Linked DNA regions of Mus musculus: regions 1 and 2 are each linked to region 3. The links are chromatin contacts, called in public ChIA-PET and HiChIP or PLAC-seq maps. All regions are on one chromosome and are shown on one strand. Each heading gives the region's core, a stretch centred on a gene start, on an enhancer-like site or on the middle of the called end of the contact. The rest is flanking DNA. Distances are from core to core; before and after follow the strand shown. Region 1 holds the start of Itgb3 (integrin beta 3). Region 2 overlaps Itgb3 (integrin beta 3). Region 3 holds the start of Kansl1 (KAT8 regulatory NSL complex subunit 1).

Region 1 (3,924 bases), core at 877-3,376, 170 kb before region 3:
ATTTAGATGAAGCTAAAAGGATTACTTTTGTAGTTAGAAACTGAAAGTCAGCGTCTCCTCAGAGCAGAATCTCCTACCCCTCCTACTCTGAAGGCCCTTCTGTGGCACCTCACTCCGACCCTGTTCTGTGTGTCCCCAAAGTCACCACACTGCCTGCTTCCCCAGGGACCTAGTGATGTTTGCAACTCTGCCACCAACACTGAGATGGCATGTGAGTATGACAGACACCTCTTGCACAGGATGCTCTAGAGGCTTCTGCCCCTCAACAGGACTCTACATCCTCTCAGAGGGAGCCTGAGGCTAGCTTGGCACAAGCCATCGCCTCCCTAGATTATTCCAATCACAACAAATCTGTGAACAGATATCCTAAAGGATCCGTTGTTTGTTTGTTTGTTTGTTTGTTTGGTGTGTATACCATGTGTACACGCATGCACATGTACATGCATGCTCATATACAATTGTCCCTGGGCAGAGACCAAAAGACAACCTGAGTGTCACTCTTCAGAAATATCACTTCTATTTTTTTAAACAGGATCTCTTTCTATCCTGAGGTGGTGATGATGACACTCAGAAGTCAATGTGAAAGTTATAGATACAAACAAACCACAAAGTGTTTTAAGTAAAATCTCAAAATAGCTGAGGGGAACTGGAAATTGCCTAACACAAAGAGTACTAGCTATCTTTTGTTCAGTGTATCTGTTATCTGTGAGGACACTTTCACGCTGTACAGAAGCAGGGCCTGTCATGACATGCCAATTAAAAAATTAAGTCGAAATGTTTAAAAGGTTTTAAATTCACGAAAGTTAGCCTATCTGTTAGAAACATCAGCTTTCCTGGAGGATTTCCCCATTCCCCATCAACGGCTACCAGCAGCTGACAGAGACTCTAATATCTCCAGGGCAGAATGCTAGAGAGCCTGGTTCCTGTTCTGTGGTGACAAAGCTTGTTCAATGTAGGCTAAAGACCACAGTTTTCATCTTTCGCTTGGAAGCTTCTGCCACAAAAGACAAATATCAGTTCTCTACTGAAACCCCTTTCCCTTTCCCTGTCCCATGTCTATGTTCATCTGTACCACCGTACAAGGGTCAGGAAGGCAGCCACCAAAATCTTTTTTTAGATTACTTAACTTCAAAGTCAACTTAATAAAGTTTACCTTTAACAAATAGTCCATCTGGGTCTGGAGATGTAGCTCAATTAATAAAGTGCTTGCCTGCCATGAGGAGACCCTGGGTTCGACTCCCTGCAGCATATAAACCCTGAGGGGTGGTGCATGTCTATAGTCCTAGCACTCCTTAGTAGAGGCACAGGGGAATCTGAAGTGCAAGGTCACCCTGGACTACACAGAGTGTGAGGTATCCTGAAATATATGAGACTGTATTACACACATGTGCACACACACACACACACACAACTGCGGGTTTTACTTGCTCCAGCTGACCTCCAGCAACCACCCCCTCCCGCTCCCCTAGGCTCTGCGGACTGGATGACTCCCCTTCCCTGCAGCGTTAGTGGGCCTGAAAGCTGACGATGCAGGCAGCTGATGTTGTGGGACACACGCAGGAGAGACAAAGTCAGCCCCAAGGACCTCTGTGCTGACTCCCAGCACACAGTCAGGGAGTGTTGGGTGAGAGGTCGGCCCCAGAAGGGACGGAGCCCGAATCCCTGCTCCTCCTTAAGGAGTGGGGCGGCCAGAAGATTGTCCTGCGCACTCCAGAGAAAGGGGCAACCCAGAGCGCACACACCCACCCAAGCAGGTGAGCTGCATCCTTCTGCCAGCGCACCGGGACGGCCCAGCGGATCTCCATCTTTCCTCTGCTTCCCGGGCCAGGCCAGGATCTCCGCCACCAGCGATGCGCCCTCGAGGCCACGGGAAGAAGGATCCGCCCCCCGCACCTCTGCTTCTCAGTCCTAGCTCCGGGTTCCCAGGGTCCTACGGCATTTCGCGCACCCGACTCGCTCACCTCCAACAACAACGCCCGCCAGCGCCCCCAGCGCCAGCAGAGCGGCCCAGAGTTGTCCCGGCCACTGCGCTCGCATCCTGTCCGCCGCCCTTCACGCCGCGCGCGCGCCACGGCGAGCCTGGCACCCGCAGCTGCTTTTCCTGCGGAGGGGAGGGAAGAAGGGAGGGGACGGGGTGGGTGGGACACAGCGGGGCGGGCGGAGTGCTCGCGCTCCCTCCCTCCGGCTCACGCCTGGACCCTGCCTGAGGCTGAGTGTGATGGGTAAACTTTGCAATCTTCCCCAGCCCCCCGCCCACGAGGACCTGCCCGCGTTCACTAGAGGAGACCGCGCCCCCCGGGGTCCTGTGTGCATCTGGGTCCCAGGTGTCTGCGCCTGGGTGCTCGGTTTAAAAAAAGAAGAAAAAAAAAGCTTTGGGTCACTTCCTGGACTCTGCTAGTCCCACCTCCGCAGAGACATCAACACTGCTATTTCACTTCACCGGGCTCAGTTTGCTTTCCTCCTGGTTTCATTCTTTTCCTCAACGGGCAGGCAGCTGTCAAATGCTTTCTATGCAGCCTCTTGTCAATACCACACCTGCAGCTTGTGGTAGGAAAGACGGATCCGAGTAGAGCCTCTGTCTGTAAATGCTTGCTTGCCCGTAGCAGGTGTCTAAGAATCATTTTAGAACAGTCACCATATTGCCTTCCAACTCAAATTCACTAGCTTTATAGTATTTTCCTCAGAGAACACTTGCTGCTGTTCCTATCCCCTGCACTAGTTTCCTTGAGTCTTCCCCAGATGGGAAACCCCTAGACGTGCAAAAGGTGCAAAATGCTGAAGCTGATCAGGATGTCATAAGAAGTGACTGGGCCTGTGCATCCTTACGCAAGAAGGGTAGTGTTGTAAAATAAATAAATAAATAAATAAATAAATAAATAAATAAATAAATAAATAAATAAATAAAACTAGGGCAGGCGATGTGGTGCAATCGGCAGAGCACTTGCCTAGCAACCACTGGGCTCCATCCCCAGCACTACGTGAAACAGGATGTGATGCCTACAATTCCAGCCTAAGGAGGCAGGAAGACCAGAAGTTCCAGGTAGTGCTTGAGTACATAGGGAGTTCAAAGCCAGCCTGAGCTAGAGCAGACTCTGGAGGAAGGGTGTGGAAAGAACTCAGCCATGATCCATCACCCAGCCTTAGCCCAAGAGATTTTTGTCACTCCTAAATGTCCCATGCCTTTCCATCTGACTGACCTTCCTTCCTCTTTCCATTTGGAAAATCCCACTTACTTTTCAAAACATCTCAAATGCCATGTCTTCCACGCCATCTTGTCTGATGTTCCTCCTCCTCCAGCCTTGTCCTCTCCAGAGGTGTACCCTTCTTCCTCAGACTTCTCACACAACAGGATATTATATCATTTCATGTCACAGATATGAACTTTATAACTGTATAAATTCATGGACACAATTGTATTTTCCCCGGTATTTCATTACTCTACACAGTGACTCATAGCAAGTTTGAATACACCCTAGGCTACATAACAGGAAAGTATCCCAAGCAAACCAAAAGTAATAGTGAGGCTAGGGAGATGTCTCAGTGGACAAGAGTGCTTGCTGGACCAATGTGAGGACCTGGGTTCAAATTCCCCAACAACCACAAACAGATCTGAGCATAGACATCTGCTGGCCTGTAATCCCAGTGCAATGGGAGGAAGTGGTGAGGCAGAAGGCTGCCCGGCAGCTAGCCCAGCTCCAGGCTTAGTGAGAGACCCTATCTTGTGAAAATACAGCATCCTCTGATCTCCACATGTATGTGCATGGGTACACATGGGTATAGCCATGCAACCACCGTATACATAAGCCTACACTACACACACACACATATCACACACTTATATACATATACACACAAAACAGTAATTTAAAAACACAATTTAGGCTTTTTATTTTAAATGGTTATTCATCTCTTAAATCAGGAGAG
Region 2 (3,478 bases), core at 772-3,271, 180 kb before region 3:
ACACACACACACACACACACACACACACACACACACTCAGAGTAATTATAGTGTCCTGAGCCTATCCCCAGCAGATACAGAGCAGAAAGCAAATCCAGCTGGGGCCTTCTACTTGCTAACCCAAACCTGTTCTTCTTCCTCTTTCATTCTTAGATGTCAAGTTTGTGAGCTGGCCCACCTTCCAACCTGGCTCAGGTATCCTGGGTATCAATTCCTAGCATTTCTTCTTGTCTTAAGATTGCCAACTTTAGGAAATATGCAATGCCTACCAAGATGAAAATTATCTACTATCTAATCCAACTGGAATTGGGTGTTCTGTATTTATCTGGCAAGCCCAATTCTACCTCTACCCATCCTGTCCAATCCCAGCCTCCACCAGTAGCAATGTTGTCCCTCTTGCTACCATGACAACCTGTTCTGTTGCAATAGGCCCAGGGTCCATCCCCAGAGCCTTTATATTTGACAAGCACTCCCAGCTTGTTAAATTACCTTATGATTTCAGAAAGTTCTAGGATCCAGTATGTTACCACTTGAGCCAAAAATATAGGTTCTAGCTCTGTGAGAAGCTGATGCCTCTGCTAGCTGTGCTGATCAGAGAGATCGAATTACTCCAGTCCATGTTATCTAACCCATGCCTCTGTCTCTCCAAGAACACACCCTAGGTGGGTGGGCCCAAGACACCCCACTCATCCACTTGGCTCTGTTTTCCTCTTACCCAGCCAAGGGCTTGCTATACACACCCAGGAGCTGCTGTCCTTTAAGGACCACAAGCCGAGCCCAACCAGTTGTTTTCCGAGGCACTGCCAACATCAGCACCACTTGAAACAGTCAAGACAGGGGAGGCAGAGGGATGAGCAGGGATCCCAGCCCCACCGTTGGATGTTTAAAGTCAAGATCCAAACACTTTCAATAGTTCAGCTTGCCCTGTGCAAGAGAAGTCCAGCTCCCTCAGGAAAAAGATAACTAGTTACAGCCCAGGGTTCCTCCCTGCTTGACACACTCTGCCCCACATCAGACTCCCCAGCCCCACCCCTCCTCCCTCTCACTTAGCGATGGTAAATATTGGCATTCACTTTATTCCATTCTGAAGGGACTATTTCATCGGGCTTCCTACCTCCCTTCTTTGGTCTCCTTTGGTCCTGGTTGCTACCCATTTCCCAACTCCACCCCATCAACAAGCTGATCTTTCCCTCCCTCTGGCCTCCCAGTCTGCCCCAGAGGGCAAAGATTCACCATAGTGATTGGTAAATATTCCACATTTGCATCTAGTCACATGGAATATGTTCACGTGGCCTAAGGAGGGGCTTTGGCTGGTCAGAACCCAGCTCTGATTTATCCCTATAAGATCCAGATGCGGGAATGAGAGGGGACTATGCTTGAATAGCAGTAGTCCTTCCTCAGGGACCTCCTTTCTGCTCCCCTCTGCTCCGGCCGTCCAACTTCAAGCCATCCTATCCAAACACGGCACCCTCGGCATCCCACTCCTTCTTCTGGAATTGTTGCAGAATTACAACTTCCTCAGAAAGGAAGCTTGACACAACCATGATGGTGACCGGAGGCAGGAGGATATGACAAACCAGAAGGAAGACAGCCACGCCACACTTGAGCCTCCAGTGAAGCCCAGAGGGGAGGGGCACCTGTGGGGGTGGAGAAGGAATGGGCTCACCCTCCCCCAAGCCCCAGAGAATGTTTCATTCGCTAAATGAGATCAATCTGGCCCAGATGTTAGGCAGCTGCCCCTAGAAACAGTTCCCGTGCTGAGCAGCAGAGGCCAAGGCTGTGTATGGAGCTGGCCTTGGAGGCTCTGGCAGCCCCTCCTCTAGGGGGTAAACACAGCCTTCTGCTCCCTTCCTCCCCAGTCTGACCAGGAGCTTGCCTTTTTAGGAAACCCAGAGGATCCAGAAGAGAGGCAGACAAAGATCAGGAAATAGCTAGGGTGGTTGAGGAGCGGTATAGGGCAGAGGCTGTAGCTCTAGTGGCTGAGGAGCAGACAGGCCAGCAGCTCAGGTAACCACCTGCTGGGGGTGCTGACTCACTCCCACTGGAACTGCTGGGAACCTCTCCAGCCACAGGCTTCCCCTACCTCCCCATCAGCTCTTGCCAGCTCCAAATTCCCAGCCCGGCCACAAACATAGCCATTCCCTCAGACACACTCATTCCCTAGGGACTCAGACACAACACACCCTCTGCCTAGACACAGCTAACCCCTTCCTGTCATCGTCTGGTCCTCACCATTGAGCTGTGCTCCCTCATCCATTGATACTTTAGAGATGAAGGAAGGAAGGAAGATAGAGGGGCGTCACTGTCAGAGAGAAGGGAAGAAAAAAGGATCTTTAAGAAAGTGTACACAAACACACATATACAAATATATACAAACACACACATACATGCACACAAACACACACAAACACACATACACACACAAAGACACACAAACATACATATAAAGACACAAACATACACACAAACACACACATTCACAAACACACACATACACACAAACATATAAACATACACAGAAATATAGACACACAGAGACACATACAAACACACACATAACATTCCTCTTCTGAGTTTTTAGGGTTTTTTGTTTTTGTTTTGCTCTGGGGGTGGGGGGGGGTCGGATGAGCTGGCATCCCTCTATACCCCTAGCGCCTCTCTTCTTTAGAGAGTAAAGCCTTTCTTCCATGAGATGTTCCAGCCCAAAGCAAGTATAGGCTGGGGAAGGGTAGCAATAATCACAGTAATGACGATGCCCAAGCAAAATGGCTGGAGTGGAAGGGCAGAACAGGCTCCAGGATCATTGCCAGCTTCCACCATGCATCCTGAGGAAGGCGTCACCTAGTCTTGCTCAGAAGGGGAAAGAGACTGCGTTTAGGAGGAAGGAAATGATTCTGTGTGCCTGCACCTACACTGAAGCGCCTAAATCTAGGGAAAGAAGGCATCTGGGGCAAGTTAGGATGGGGGTGGGGAGCCACACCTGTGTTGAACATTCAACAAGATCAGATGAATGCTACAGGTTGGGCACCAAATAGTTTGGGGCTAAATTATCCCCCTAAATAGCTACCTATTGCCCACCTCTAGGTTTGACTTAACATTCTTAAGACTAGTAAAGTCCTTTCTAAAATGTGCAGACTCCTAGCTTCCACCAACCCCACAGGCTAGGACTGTTATGAGGTAACCTCAGACGCTCCTGACTGCTGTAACCACCTCATCTGATGGTTCACCAATGTGTGTCTAAAGTACCTTGACCTATTGCCTTCTTTGTTCTGTTACTATAAAACGTTCACTATAGTGCTTATCACGTTGGAACCCAGTATTTGAATCTATGTTCCTTGGCCATAGCCACTTACATTTGGCTCCAGGATAAACTACCTCATATTCCTTTTAAAGGTCAGAGTTGTGTTATTGCATTGACAAATAAGGCATAGGCTCCTTACCTCATCTGAGCACCAGGCACACACAGGACTCACAGCCA
Region 3 (3,906 bases), core at 622-3,121:
AAATTATAAATGGCATGCAGCACCATGACTGTGTAGATAGTCAAGATTTTAAGAGTTTGGATAGTTAATAACATTGTTATAAAGAGTTTCTTTCACTAATATTTAAGAAATTAAATTTAAGAATATTGTAGAAAGCTTTGCCTTATTTTCATTCAGCTAATTTAGATTTTGTTATCTTCAGATTAGGGCTCTAGGTCACCATCTGTTGGTCCTGTAATTATGTATAAACATCCTCTGTGGCATTACTGTTTATGTGAATATATATGCTCTCTCTCTCGCGCACACACACACACATACATACACACACATGCAAACACACAATCTTACCTGTATTATAAGTTAAAAAGCCCAAACTATTGATCTTTTTTGGATGCATATGTAAATATGTATACATCTATCAGTTTATCCCTGTGTATTGACTCTATGTTGTCTCCTGCCTTTGATATTTGAAAACCAAGATCATGTTTGAGAGTGTAATTTTAAAAATGCAGATGGAAATTCAAGAGAAATATAGATGCAGATACTGCAGAAACTTGTTGAGTTAGAGACTTTGTGGGCTAATGAAAACTGGTCTATAACAATAGTTTTTTTTTTTTGAGGAGCTGAAGTGACACATAACACCGGATACTGGTTTGGTAAACCACACAAAGTATTGAGCATTTTACATCTTCCTTTTGGTAGACTCTACTCTTCTCATCTGCTGAGCTTGGTGATTTAGTTGTTGGAACAAGTTTTATGCTATTTGATTTTGGTGAGTCCTAATAATCTTTGGACATGGTTAGCTTTAAAGGGTGGTGGATTTGTACTGTGTAATGTGTCACTTTGCGTTATATTAAGTTTTCTAAGTCCAGAAAATGTTCTCTGATATTAAACCTTATTTGGGAGGAAGGAACCGATATCGTGCTGACAAACTAGAGTCAAGAGTAATTAGGTGCCACTACTTTTAAGTCAACGCTGGTAAGAACATGACAGGTTTGCTTTTGTTGTTCATTGTTAAACTTTTAGCGGGTCTGTGAACTTTAATTTGGTAGTAGCAGGAAACAAAAAAATTACTGTGTAATGAATGCGTTTTTGCCTATTTTGGCGGATCTGACAAATCAAGAAGCCTAAAACAACACGCGGGCTTAACGAAAACTACAGTTCCCAGCGGGCCCGGCGCTGGTGGGCCATCATTTCCCCTCTAGCTCCCAGCTGCCCCTGCCCGGGCTAGCCCCGAGTCGGTCCTAGCTCGCGCCTGCGCAATGGCGTCCGCTTATTTTTTGGTTTGGCGGCTGCAGAGCGTGGCGCTAGGGCTAGCAGCCAGCCGTGTGCTGCAGTGTACAGAGCAGGGTGTAGGACAAAGGGCGGGTGGCAGGGACCGCGTCACTGGTCAGGGAGCTTCCTGCCCGTCTCAGAGCACGGTTGGCCCTGGGGTAGTGTGGCCGCAGCAGCTTCTTCATTCACTGCACACACAGTTCTTCGCTCACGTCCTCTAGCTCTGCTGTGTCAGTCCGCCCTCCCCTCAAACCGGCGCGCAGCACCGCCAGCCACAGAGCCGAGGGAATGTGACGGCATCAGCGCCTCAGGTTAGCCTCACCTCGATCGAAGCGAGGGCCCCGCGTCGCTTGCCGCAGTGCCGCGTGTCGCTGCCGCACGTATCAGGCACCAGGCACCGGTTTCCGCAAACAGAGGCGCAGAAGCAGCGGCCGCGGCTAGGAGCCATGACTGAGGCGGCGGCGGCCGCGCCTCCTGGCAGCCCGCGGGGGCGGCGAGGCGGGCGCCCCCTGGCGGCGCGCCGGGGCGGAGCGGCCCGCCGCAGCCGCAGCCGGCGGAGGCGCTGCTGTCCCTCCTCCCCGTGTCCCCGGCACTCGCCCGCTCGCTTGCTCGCTCCATTCTCCCTCCGCTTCAGATTAAAGGGGGGGAGGGAAAAGGAGCTCGGCCGCCATTTTCCCAGTGCCGCCGCCGCCACCGCCACCGCTCGCTGAGCCGGCGGGAGAACCAAGCGCCGTAGCGAAGCCGACTCGTCTCGCCGCGGCGGCTTGGGGGGCGGCCGAAGTGCGCTCCCCGGCCGGGAAGAAGCTCCCGGGGTGGCGGCCGGGGTGCGGGCGCGGGCTGCAGACGGCGGCGCTTGTTTGTGCGGGGCGGGGGGGGCAGCTTTACCCTCTGCCCCCGCCCGCCCGGGGCTGCGGTCCCCGCCGTGCCCAGGCCGGGTCGGAACGGAGGAAGGCCGGAGAAAGGGCCCGAAAGAGAAGAAAAAGCAGCCGCTCCCCGCCGCCGCCGCCTTCCCCTCCCCCTCCGCCTCGCCCCCCCGCCCGGAAAGTCAGGGCGGCTCCGGGCGCCGGGGGGGAGGAGAGCGGCGGGCCGGGCCGGAGCAGCAGCCGCGCGCCCCCGCCCGCTGGTCCTCGGCGCCCAGGCCGGGGGGCTGTTTGCAAACTGCGCCCATTTTGTGGGGCCGAATCCGCCCGGGCTACGCTCCTCCATCACGTGGTAGGTGCTGCTGCTGCTCCTTTCCTCCTCCTCCCGCTGCCCTTTCTCCTTCTCCTCGCTCTCCCTGTGGTTCCCATTTCTCCCTCTCTTTGTTAGTTGTAACTAGAAAGGCTGGGCAGGGGAAGAAAAATCCCCGGAACTTTAAATGGCCTCTCCGGGCTTCCCCGCTGCGGGTCCGGGCTGGGAGTCGCCCCAAGGGCGGGGGTGTGCGGGGGCCCTTCCCCACCAGCTGCCGCCTCGTTCGCTGGGCTTTCCTTTGGCGTTCTATTTAAAAAGGCGGCCTGGAGAACCTGGTTTATTTCCGAAAAAAAAAAAAAAAAAAAGCAAAAACAAAAAGACCAAAAACAAACTCTTGCTCTCGCCTTGAACTTCTCTTGACTGCAAAAGGTCTTTCTTTGCTCAAACACATCTTGCATGTCTGTCTCACGGTTTGTATCACAACTCTGATTGTTAACATTTTTTGTTGCTTAAATATTGAGGTCATTTGCGTTTTCGGATCTAGTCTCAGGCAGCCCTTTTTTTCAACTAAAGAGGAAGAGGCATTTATTTGCTTTTAAGTGAGTTGGAATCTTACTGCTTTTGGGGGGGCCTGTTTTCGGACTGACGGCCTTTGATTCTCAGCAAATAGTTTATAATTGTTTTCCGTATTGTAAACAATCTTACTCCCATGTTTTACCTAGAAATCCTTTTGTTTTCCAATGTTGGAATCCCAATGTGGATTTTTAGAGAAACTCGTTACTTAACTATTGCTTATTGATTGCCTTAGGGGAAAAGGGGTGACATGATGGCGCCACTTTAAATTGCTCTTTCCTCCGCCTGTTTTTTCCTCCTTTATCCTGGAGGTCACTGGAGCATTTTCCGTGACCTATTAATAAAACCGCACTTGAGGGTGTTAGCTGTACAACTCTTAGGGGTTAGAATTTGGTACCTTAAAGATTGAGAAACCCGAATCCTGCAGTCCCCAAAGTTAAGAGAAATCTCGCTAGTCCTCCAACCTAGCTTTCCTCCCCTCCATTCACAATCCTGGTGTTGCCATATCCTTCGTCACGTGGCTAGCAATCATTGTGGGGTTTTGTTTGTTTGTTTGGGGGGGTGTATGTTAATATTTTAAGCTGTAGCCAAGTAAGTGTCCCTCTGCCCATTAGAGAGATCACAATGCTCTAGGGTTTTTTTTTTTTAATACATTCGGAGAACATTTTAAAATAAACGATAAAATTACATAATCCTTGCCTTGCATAATCATGATATAGTTACAGAACTTCTTCTCAAAAGTACTTTCAATCAAGTAGGAAAATCGTTATATTAAAATGATTTCTGTTTCTTAGACTGGTCTGCAGTTTATATTTCCCACCCCACCTCCCTTTTTTGTTTTTGTTTTTAAGGTCATTTGAAGTACCAGTATTTACAAAAGCATAAAGTGGGCGTGTTTCCCTTTCCTCT

The links. ChIA-PET counts read pairs in DNA pulled down with a chosen protein or histone mark. HiChIP or PLAC-seq counts read pairs in DNA pulled down with a chosen protein or histone mark.
Region 1: an RNA polymerase II ChIA-PET map of memory CD8 T cells shows a contact between it and region 3, with 190 read pairs. The contact joins the promoter of Itgb3 here to the promoter of Kansl1 in region 3. A contact is called at or near these places in 1 of 39 promoter capture datasets (macrophages), 4 of 115 datasets of contacts at active chromatin or transcription factors (the SCID.adh cell line, effector CD8 T cells, memory CD8 T cells and 1 more) and 1 of 9 other capture datasets (adipose tissue).
Region 2: an HNF4G HiChIP or PLAC-seq map of pancreatic cancer cells shows a contact between it and region 3. The contact joins the enhancer-like site here to the promoter of Kansl1 in region 3. A contact is called at or near these places in 1 of 484 Hi-C or Micro-C datasets (CD8 T cells), 3 of 115 datasets of contacts at active chromatin or transcription factors (the SCID.adh cell line, effector CD8 T cells and pancreatic cancer cells) and 2 of 9 other capture datasets (adipose tissue and liver).

Annotation. Positions count from the first base shown.
Region 1 is chr11:104,606,202-104,610,125 of GRCm38.p6, reverse strand. It overlaps Itgb3 (integrin beta 3), which reads right to left and starts at 2,126. Exons shown (of 15, transcript NM_016780.2): 1 at 1,962-2,126. The coding sequence starts at 2,037.
Region 2 is chr11:104,623,459-104,626,936 of GRCm38.p6, reverse strand. Itgb3 (integrin beta 3) reads right to left here. Exons shown (of 15, transcript NM_016780.2): 2 at 3,441-3,478. Among named protein-coding and RNA genes, the nearest start is that of Itgb3, 17 kb to the right of the region's middle. Within about 2 kb of position 2,021, at least 93 of the 459 cell types and tissues checked have an H3K27ac peak or open chromatin away from gene starts, as enhancers often do. A contact at or near this core is called in adipose tissue and pancreatic cancer cells, where this site is marked.
Region 3 is chr11:104,440,285-104,444,190 of GRCm38.p6, reverse strand. Kansl1 (KAT8 regulatory NSL complex subunit 1) reads left to right here and starts at 1,871. Exons shown (of 15, transcript NM_001372459.1): 1 at 1,871-2,466.